Linked DNA regions of Sus scrofa: region 2 is linked to region 1. A link is a contact called in public Hi-C data. All regions are on one chromosome and are shown on one strand. The core of a region is the stretch at or near the end of the contact, and the rest is flanking DNA. Distances in the headings are between cores, read along the strand shown. Region 1 holds the start of GHDC (GH3 domain containing). Region 2 holds the start of HSPB9 (heat shock protein beta-9).

Region 1 (4,948 bases), core at 869-3,368:
ACCGAAGTGGATGCATAAATATGGTTAAAATGGTAACTCATGTATGGAGTTATCCTTGTAACTGACCAGTATCCATCCCTGGCCTGTCAGTGGGTTAAGGATCCGGCATTGCCGTGAGTTGTGGCGTAGGTTGCAGATGTGGCTCAGATGTGGCGGCTATGGCTCTGATTCTACCCCTTAGCTTGGGTACCTCCATATGCTATGGATGTGGCCCTAAAAAGGCAAAAAAAAAAAAAAAAAAAAAAACCTCTGTGTTCTCTGATTCCATTTACATGAAATGTCCAGAATAGGCAAATCTATAAAAAGAGACTATAGATTTGAGGCTGCTTAGCACCAGGGGTGGAGAGGGATTGGGTTTGTTAGCTCAAAGGCCTGGGGTCATTTTGGGGGTGATGAAAATGTTACAAAATTGATGGTATTGAACATACCTATGAATACGCTAGAAACCATTGAATTGTACACTTTTTTTTTTTTTTTTTTTTTTTTTTTTTTTTTTTTGCTGCCCTGCGGCATATGGTATTCCCGGGCCAGGGATCAGATCCCAACCACGGTTGTGCAGCTGCGGCAAAGACAAATTCTTAACCTGATGTGCCAGGTCGGGCTTCAAACCTGCATCCCAGCGCTGCAGAGATGCCGCCAATCCTGTTGCACCACAGCGGGAACTCCTGAACTAGACCCTTTAAATGGGTGATTCGTATATGTAAATGTGTAAATTATATCTAATAAGGCTGTTATTTTTTTTAAAATCAAGTGCAAGGCCTAAATAAGAACTAAAAAGGAGTGAAAGCAAGGTGGGGTAGCCAGATAGAGCAGACCTGTGCAAAGGAGCTCAGCTGTGAAAATAAGAGAGTTTGCAAGACAGAGGGCTTTTAGCGTCTGAGAGCCTGGGTCAAGGGCACAGGAGGAGAGAGGACTTAACCGTGGGACTGCCTCCTGCCATAACGATAGGAGAAGTTTGTGTTTATTGTGATAAAACCAATAAGCTAACCCAGGTGGTGGCCCCAATTACCAGGTAAAGTTAGTTATTTTGAGAACACCTGTTAGCAGGTGGCGTCTGCCCGGCTCTGGCTTTAAAGGGGAGCGAGGTTTTTTTGGTCTTTGCAGTTTCAGCTGATTGCCTGCGACGCATCTCACTCCAATTTAATGCTTATTCAATAACGAAAGCATTTTCTTTCTCTACCACCTTTTTGGAGAGCAATTCTGGATTGGAGAAAATTCTGGGTTTTGTTTGTTTGTTAGTTTGTTCATTTGTTTTGGCTGCCCCACAGCATGTGGAATTCCTGGCCCAGGGATCAGATCCAAGCCACAGTTGTCGCATACACCCAATCTTTAACCCACTGTGTTGGGCCAGCGATCAAACTTGTGTCCCATTGTGCTACAGTAGGAATTCCAAAAATTCTGTTTCTTAACAGTTCTCAAATCTAATGAATAGTGAGACTTTTGTCAATGAAGCTTATGATGAACAGGAATTGTTAACCTCTTTACAAACTGACTAATCTGATTTAAAAAAAAAAAAAAAAGGAGCTGAGATACCTCAATAAAAGTCTGTTTATTAAAAAAAAAATTTGGAAAGTTCCCGTCATGGTTCAGCAGAAGTGAATCTGACTAGCATCCATGAGGACACAGATTCAAGCCCTGCCCTCGCTCAGTGGGTTAAGGATCCGGTGTTGCTGTGAGCTGTGGTGTAGGTTGCAGATGCGGCTTGGATCTGGCATTGCTGTGGCTATGGCTGTGGCCAGCAGCTGTAGCTCCAATTCGACCCCTAGCCTGGGAACCTCCATGTGCCACGAGTGCGGCCCTAAAAAGACCAAAAAAAAAAAAAAAAAAAAATGAAGCAAATTTGAACCTACTTCAGGATAGGGTGCACCCCACTCCCCACTCAAGCTGATTGGAGGCAGTCTTTTCACACTCAGCTTCCTCTTCCTTCACATGCTACTCTGGCCCTAACCTCCCTCCACCTGCCAGCTTGGGCCAGCTCCCAGCCCGGCAGTCCTTAGGTGACCTGCCCCTTTAAGAGCTCCCCCCCTTCCCAGCACCTCCCTCAGGCCCAGCAGCCGGATTTCCCGGTCCAGGCCCAGCCCTTTAAAGTCGTGGCCCCAGCTTTCTGGCCCGCTGTGCACTGAGGCTGTACGGAGCACTGCGGGGACCCTGGGTGCCTGGCGGAGGCACATTTGGGCTGTGACAGGTGCATGTGGGACATGGAATCACTGCTCGGGGCTCAGGGGGAGACACGATGCTGGGAGAGGGTAGGTCCTGGACAAAGCAGAGCCACTCGGGAATGGACCAGGCGTGTCATCGGTTAGGCAACCGCTGTGTGCCAGGCACCGTGCCATGCCTTCCCTGCACCTTCTGAAGGGTGTTATTACTCCCATCTTACAGACAGGGGAAGGGGACGGAGCTCAGAGCGGCGAGCTGAGATCCCCAGGGCCAGCCAGCTAACCAGGGGCAGAGCCAGGATCCCGATTCAGGTCAGTGTGGCCCCAGAGCCCTGATGTTCTCTCCTCTGCGTCTCACCTGCCTGACAGGGGTCCTGGCTTCTCGAACCTCCATTTTAACTGATTCCCCCCAGGGGGAGGGGCGGGGGAGGAAACGGATGGTCCCCGCCTCCTCCTCACAATCCCTCGATGCGGAGGCCTTCCTCCTCCTAGGGAGCGGCTTAGAGATGCTGCTGCTGCTGCTGTTCCTGCTGTTGCTGCTACTGCCTCCACTGGTGATGCTCTGGTGGTGGCACTCCCAGGATGCCAGGCTGTCCTGGCTTGTCTGCCTCCAGCACCGTGTAGCATGGAGGGTCCTGTGCTGGGCAGCTGCCTGGCAGCAGAAGAGGCTGGAGCAGAGCACGCTGCACGCAGGCCAGAGTCAGCAGCAGGCCCTGAGATGGTGTCTGCAGCGGGCCCAGGGTCCCTGCTGTCCCCTCAGGGGGAGCACAGGTGTGTTTCCCAAGGCGTGGGGAGGTGGCCCAAAGAGAAAGAAACCCCATAGGACAGTCAGATTCCAAAACCTGAAAACCTCCCTCCCCGCTTCTTCTGCCAACACAGAGGGGCCTGACCCAGAGATCTGACCCAGGCTAAGGAATGGTCAAGAGAATTTTCCCATCCTGGGTCCTGGTAGCCCCTCATCCCCCAGGCCTATTCCGGGTTCCTTCCTCAAGGATGTCACCCGTCTTGGCCTGAAACTCTTGGGAACTCTGTGGCTTCATAAAGATTTTGTGATGTCTTTGGGGCTACAGATATAAGCACCTTCCGGAATCATCTTCCACTGACCAAGGCCAGCCAGGTCCAGGAGGAAGAGGGTAGGGGGCAGGTCTTGCCCCCTACCTCAAACCAGTACTGTGGGGAGGCCTCTCTGCAGGTAAACTGGGAAGGCTGGAGCCCGACCCCACCAGAGACCCCCCTAATTGCAGCCAAACCCTCCCATCAGGATGGGGGGGGGGACCCAAACCCAGAATTCCCACTTAACTCAGCGCGTTAAGAACCTGACCAGTATCCATGAGGATTCAGGTTCAATCCCTGGCCTAGCTCAGTGGGTTAAGGATCCAGCGTTGCCATGAACAGATGCAGTTTGGATCGGGCATTGCTGTGGCTGTGGAATAGGCCAGGGCTCTAGCTTCCATTTGACCCCTAGCCTGAGAATCTCCATATGCCGTGGGTGTGGCCCTAAAAAGAAAAGGGAAAAAAAAAAAATCCACCGAAGTGGGGGCTCAGGGTCTGGTTCAGGTCCAAGGCCAATGCTGTCTCTTGTCTCTCTCCAGGCCACCTTGCTGGGTCTGGTAGCGCTAAACAAGGCCTATCCAGAAGTGCTGGCTCCGGGAGGCACAGCCCGTGTGACCCCTTCCTCCCCTTGGCCCTACCCCCTCCCCTGGCCTTGGCATGCCCTGGGCCAGGTGGGCCCTACCAGAGCCAAGGACCCTGGGGCTTTGCTGCTGGAGGCACTGAGGTCCCCAGGGCTGCGGGCCCTGGAAGCCGGGACAGCGGTCGAGCTACTAGACGTCTTCGTGGGCCTGGAGGCCAATGGCGAAGAGCTGGCTGAGGCGATAGCTGCTGGGAACCCAGGAGCGCCTCTCCCTGGACGGGCAGCTGAGCTGCGGGAGGCCCTGGAGCAGGGACCCCGAGGGCTGGCCCTTCGGCTCTGGCCCAAACTGCAGGTGGTGGTGACTCTGGATGCAGGAGGCCAGGCCGAGGCCGTCACTGCCCTGGGGGCCTTGTGGTGCCAAGGGTTGGCCTTCTTCTCACCTGCTTACGCTGCCTCCGGAGGTCAGCAAGACTCAAGGGTAGTGAGGTGAGGGCAGGGGGCAGAGGCCACACAGCTAGCGGCCACGCAGCGAGCCCTGTAGAATCATCTCCTTTAATGTGAGCTCCACGTTACAGGGGAAAAAACTCAGGCTCATAAAGGTTAAGAGACGTATGCAAATTTACGTCACACCAGGATTTACCCCCAGATCCGCCATCTCCAGAACCACTGTCCCTTCCCAGCTAGGGCCTTGGGGGCAGTGGGCCGAGCCTGGGGGAGCCAGAAAGGATGAGGTGGAAGGGCGGCAGTAGGATATGATGCTCAGAGGATTGGGGCCTGGGGTCCAGGGTGAGGGGCTGTCGCCTAGCAGAAAGCAATGGCACCATCAGATGCAGAGGCCGCTTGCTCCCCACAGGGGTGGTGGGCCTGAGTCTGTGGCCAAAGCAGCCCCGTGGCCTCTACCTTCTGCCCCCTGGAGCCCCCTTTATTGAGCTGCTCCCACTGAAGGAAGGAGCCCAAGAAGATGCTGCCCCCACCGTCCTGCTGCCCGAGGCCCAGCAGGGCAAGGAGTACGAGTTGGTGCTGACTGACCACGCCAGCCTCACCAGGTCATCACCTGCCCAGCCACCCCCTCCCCCTGGCCCGCTGGAACCCTGCCGCGGGCCAGGGCATGAGCTAATGCGCCCTTGGGCCTGACCTCGCCCCACTTCCCCTCCACCAG
Region 2 (4,948 bases), core at 1,184-3,683, 57 kb after region 1:
GTCTTTCTTGTCTTTCTCTGGCAGAGTTTTATGAGGCCATATCCTTTCTGTCTTACTTGAAGTTAATTTAAAATGAACCTCTAAATCTTATTAAACAAAAGCTTTCTTCTTCTCAAGTGAGGGGATGGTGGTGGTCATGGCAACCAAGAGAAAGAGGCCAGCTGTTAACCAGCTCTGGTGGGGTGGAGGGGGTAAGAGTGAGCTGGGCCTGAGTCGCACCTAGTTTGAAGCTGAGGGTCCGCATCTCCCTCTTCCCCATCCCCTCCAGATTATATTGGGCCGATGAGCAGTCTGTATTTGGAAACGGTCTCTGAACACCAGAAACACCCTCTCTGGGGTTCTTTGATTCGTCTCTGCTAGGCTGGTGAGGGAATGGGTCCTCTCATCTTCTCCCCTGAAGAAGAAGGAACACCAATGACCTCTGGAACCTTGGACTGGTCATATGGCCCAGACGGCAGCCCCACACCAGGTCCACGCCGTCTGATCCCTGGTCTCTCAGGGGCCCTCTGCTGGTTCTGGAATCAGTAATGCTTGGACCCTTCTGGCCCTCTGCTGCCCCCTGCTGGAGCTGCTGGTTCAGGCAGTGCGCCAAGCCGAGTGAAACACTGCCCGCTCCCCCGCCCGCCTCCCCCGGAGGCCCCAAGAGGCCTGATGCATGGTGGGTCACGATCTTAAGGCGCCTTTCCTGCCACCCTCGGAGCCCGCCACTCGGCCTCCCTCTCCCTTTGTAGCTCCACCTCTGACCCCGATCCCAAGAAAAGACCGTGGACACCGAGGCTGTTGCTCACTACGGTTGTTTACTGGGTCAGGCTAGTTTGGAACCCTTCTTAGAGCCGCGGCTCCTGAGTCTTGGGGCCGGTCCTGTTTGGGCTTCAGGGCAAGGCAGCGCCCGGCACTGGCCTCGAACACACAGCTGGCCAGAGGGTGTCAGGCAGCAGGTCATGGCGGCGGGATCCAGGCCTGGTGGTAGTGGCATTTGCTGGTGCACCTTCTGTGCCATGCGGAAGCCGCTCCCATCTGGGCTGCAGCCCTCCAGTTGCCGTTGGCCGGTCACCATCAGGCATCCACCGTCCACCTGAACCACCAGCTCCTCGGGGGTGAAGCCATGGGCATACATCTTCATCTGGAAGCCATCCTCCGCATGGACGTTGTCCCGCATAGCTGCCACATCGTCCGTGAGCTGCTGCACTGGCAGGGTGGCCACCTGGTTCTGTTCAGTGAAGGCAACGCTGGCACATCGGGAAGCTGACTGGCTCCCGTTGGGGAGACCGCTACTGACCCGCTGCATCCGAGAGAGCAACTGCTGGTGAAGAGCGCGAGGCTCCGAATGTAGCGCTCGGCTAGGGCGTGGGGGCCCCCGGGAGCGGGGGCCTCGGGCCGGAACGGCTGCACTCCCGCTCCCGCGGCGCCTGCTCTGTTGAGGGGGCTCCCCTGGCTTCCGGCAAGTTTCGCTTCCGCGGAATTTGGGATCAGCTATGCACATAGCTCCACGAGTCAGGTTGGCAACCGCTCTGACGCCTCCGCGGCTGCTTTTATCCCGGATCCTGCCCCTTGCTCGGGCCCTTCCCCAACTCCGTCAGAGGGCCCTGGCCTGCCGGGGCTGTGACCCAAACGGATAGGCCAAAAGAGGCCGGCGGCCTGTGAGCCCCACCCTGGAGCCGTCAGCAGCACGAGCAGAGATGAGATTGAGCCGCCCGGCTCATGCCCTTGCGAGAATCCGGCCTGGGGGCAAGCGGGGCCTGCCCTCTGAACAGAGCATCAGAGTGTGACTACAGGGTCATCCATTCTAGGAATGTCCTTCCGATCTCTGACCATGCACAATCCTGCGACACATAGGGTTTGGAAGGTGGACGCACCTTCCTGGTTTCCTTCATTCATCTGACCCTGGGCCTACTGGTGGCAGGCGCAGAGCTGGGCTCTGGCACCAGTGCCCACGGTGTGAGAGGAGAGCCACACCCATAGGCCCTCCTCTGCCTCTACCTCATCCCCACCTCTGCAGTTTTTTGAGGGGCCACAGCCATTATTCTGGCCCTCAGTGCTTTTATGATAAGCCTTTTTTTGTTGAAGTAAAACAGAAAAATGCACAAAGAGAACACACACTCGTGTAACCCCTCCACAGGTCAAGAAATAGTATTGTTGCTATTTAATCGCCACCCCAGCTGCAGGTCCGCGTCCGGAGGTACGCGGGACAGGGTCAGTGTGGGGACGGGAGGGAGCGAGGCAAGAAGCCGAAGCGACTCTAGGCCCTCCAGGTCTACACCTTCTCTCCCGGGCTTGGGAGGCGAGACCCCGGAGAAGCCTGCTTTGTGGGATGCTTCTCCCTGTTCCCACCAGGACAGCAATCTAGACTATCTTGGAAGCCTTCCGTAGAGATTACAAGTTTAGAGGAGTCCATCTGGGGTGCTAGGTAGGGCCTCACTTGGCTGTCCCGGATTTAAGAAAGAGGACAGAAAAGTCTGGAAGCTGGAGGCGAAGAGCGGCTGTGAAAAGACTACAACTCCCATCATGCTCCAAGGTAGCGACGCCTGCGCACCGAACGCCGGTTGCCCATGCGGCCCTAGGGCTGGGAGCGCCGCGCCGCGCCGCGCTCCGCAGCGGGGGAGGCCATGGCGGAACCTTCCCAGGCCTCGACCCCGGCCCCAGCCGCTCAGCCGCGTCCCCTTCAGTCCCCAGCCCCCGCCCCAACTCCGACTCCTGCTCTCAGCCCTGCTTCGGCCCCGACTCCGGCTCCCACTCCGGCACCAGCCCCCGCCCCAGCTGCAGCCCCAGCCGGGAGCACAGGGACTGGGGGGCCCGGGGTAGGAAGTGGGGGTACCGGGAGCGGGGGTGATCCGGCTCGCCCTGGCCTGAGCCAGCAGCAGCGCGCCAGCCAGAGGAAAGCGCAAGTCCGGGGGCTGCCGCGCGCCAAGAAGCTTGAGAAGCTAGGGGTCTTCTCGGCTTGCAAGGTGGGGGCGGGGCCTGGGGCGAGAGGGGGCGGGGCTTGGGGCATCCCAGGGCTCGGGTGGGCAAGGGGGCAAAGCTCTGATTGGGGAGCGCTTCTCGTCCCGGGGTTACAGGGTTATTGACGGATCCTTCTGTCTCCAGGCCAATGAAACCTGCAAGTGCAATGGCTGGAAAAACCCCAAGCCCCCCACTGCACCCCGCATGGACCTGCAGCAGCCAGCTGCCAACCTGAGCGAGCTGTGCCGTAGCTGTGAGCACCCCTTGGGTAAGGCAGTACCCTTGGAACTGGGGTGGGGGTGGAGGTCTTGGGTCCTGCTTGGACAGGATGACTTAAGTGCCACACAACTTCATCTTTGAGAGATCCGAGATGCTTCCTGAGGAGGCATTGGGTTGGGAGGAGAAAGGAGATCTCTCAGTCCAGAAGAGAGACCACCCAGGGCTGACACAGGAGCCCGCAGTCTCATTGCCGGTCACCCTGGTCGGAGGGACTGAGGATGCGTCTTGGCTGGTGGTGAAGAGGAGCAGGAAGCCCTGTCGATCCCTTCTATCAGTTTTCCACAACCACCACTTGTCCTTACAGCTGACCACGTGTCCCACCTGGAGAATGTGTCAGAGGATGAGATTAACCGGCTGCTGGGGATGGTGGTAGATGTGGAGAATCTGTTCATGTCTGTTCATAAGGAGGAGGACACGGACACCAAGCAGGTCTATTTCTACCTCTTCAAGGTGAGCTTCCTTGAAGGAAGAGTGTGAGTGGGCAGAGGAGGGAGGGTGGGGGGGGTCTGCCTTTCTGTGCTCCGCTGACTTCTACTCCTCCCTCTTCCTCTTCCTCCAGCTCCTGCGGAAGTGCATCCTGCAGATGACCCGGCCCGTGGTGGAGGGATCCCTGGGCAGCCCCCCTTTTGAGAAGCCTAATATCGAGCAGGTGGGACAAGGAAGGTGGTAAGATGGTTGGAGGTATAATGGAGGAGTGGGGAGCCAAGCTGGGGACAGGGGACAGGTTCAGAGAAAGGAAGAGGCCTTGCGCTAACTTCAGGGTGGGTGTGAAGGTGGGAGGAGGTGTGATTTCTCAGAGAAGGCCCTCCAGAGCCGGAGCCCCAGAGAGCCTTGCGCTCTGCCCTCAGGAAGCACCCCCCTACTTCTGGATCAGAAGTCCCTGCCAGTGGCTCACGCCTCCTCCCCTGTTTTGTCCCCCGCTCGCCCCCACCTCCTCAGGGTGTGCTGAACTTTGTGCAGTACAAGTTTAGTCACCTGGCTCCCCGGGAGCGGCAGACGATGTTTGAGCTCTCGAAGATGTTCCTGCTCTGCCTTAACTACTGGAAGCTTGAGACGCCCGCCCAATTCCGGCAGAGGTCTCAGGCCGAGGACGTGGCTACCTACAAGGTCAATTATACCAGGTAGGTCCAGCCAGGGACGGCGCAGGGGAGGCTTGTAGGTGTCTGCTCTCACTCAGCAACCCACTCCCCACCACCACCACAGATGGCTCTGTTACTGCCATGTGCCCCAGAGCTGCGACAGCCTCCCCCGGTACGAGACCACTCACGTCTTTGGGCGAAGCCTTCTCCGCTCCATCTTCACCGTCACCCGGCGACAGCTGCTGGAGAAGTTCCGGGTGGAGAAGGACAAGCTGGTGCCTGAGAAGAGGACCCTCATCCTCACCCACTTCCCCAAGTAAGGTTTGTTCTGGCCTATCAGGATCTTGCACCGTGTTCGCATCCTCCCTGTGGCCCCCGCTTTTTCCAGGAAGACTTCCTGGGTTGGTCTCTCTTTTCTCTCCATGAGCCTTCTGGGATCTGGGCCTCTGGCTGACGACTTACCCACGGCCCAGATGCCACTCGCTAGCTATTTCCCCTTTCACGTCTTGGTCTGGGGATGGCAGGTGCATGGCCCAGGTGCTGATACTGTCCCCACCCACCTCCCGATGGACGTGACTAATTGTTTCCCATGGGGCATGGATGCAGCTCAGAATCCTCACCACAGCACTCTAAGAAACCAGAACTTACAC

What was found. Hi-C and Micro-C count contacts between places; a contact is called where the count stands out from the background.
Region 2: a contact with region 1 is called in a Hi-C map of liver, with 1.8 times the contacts expected there. The contact joins the promoter of HSPB9 here to the promoter of GHDC in region 1. A contact is called at or near these places in 5 of 5 promoter capture datasets (fetal liver, fetal skeletal muscle, liver and 1 more), 31 of 47 Hi-C or Micro-C datasets (adipose tissue, alveolar macrophages, blood and 16 more) and 2 of 2 datasets of contacts at active chromatin or transcription factors (alveolar macrophages and skeletal muscle).

The regions. Positions count from the first base shown.
Region 1 is chr12:20,578,910-20,583,857 of Sscrofa11.1, forward strand. It overlaps GHDC (GH3 domain containing), which reads left to right and starts at 2,119. Exons shown (of 10, transcript NM_001246239.1): 1 at 2,119-2,246; 2 at 2,380-2,468; 3 at 2,649-2,927; 4 at 3,227-3,348; 5 at 3,749-4,250; 6 at 4,643-4,835. The coding sequence starts at 2,663.
Region 2 is chr12:20,635,962-20,640,909 of Sscrofa11.1, forward strand. It overlaps HSPB9 (heat shock protein beta-9), which reads right to left and starts at 2,434. Exons shown (of 1, transcript XM_003131404.4): 1 at 778-2,434. The coding sequence starts at 1,483. The coding sequence ends at 806. It overlaps KAT2A (histone acetyltransferase KAT2A), which reads left to right and starts at 2,532. Exons shown (of 18, transcript XM_013980960.2): 1 at 2,532-2,945; 2 at 3,085-3,208; 3 at 3,524-3,669; 4 at 3,779-3,868; 5 at 4,159-4,340; 6 at 4,423-4,614. The coding sequence starts at 2,607.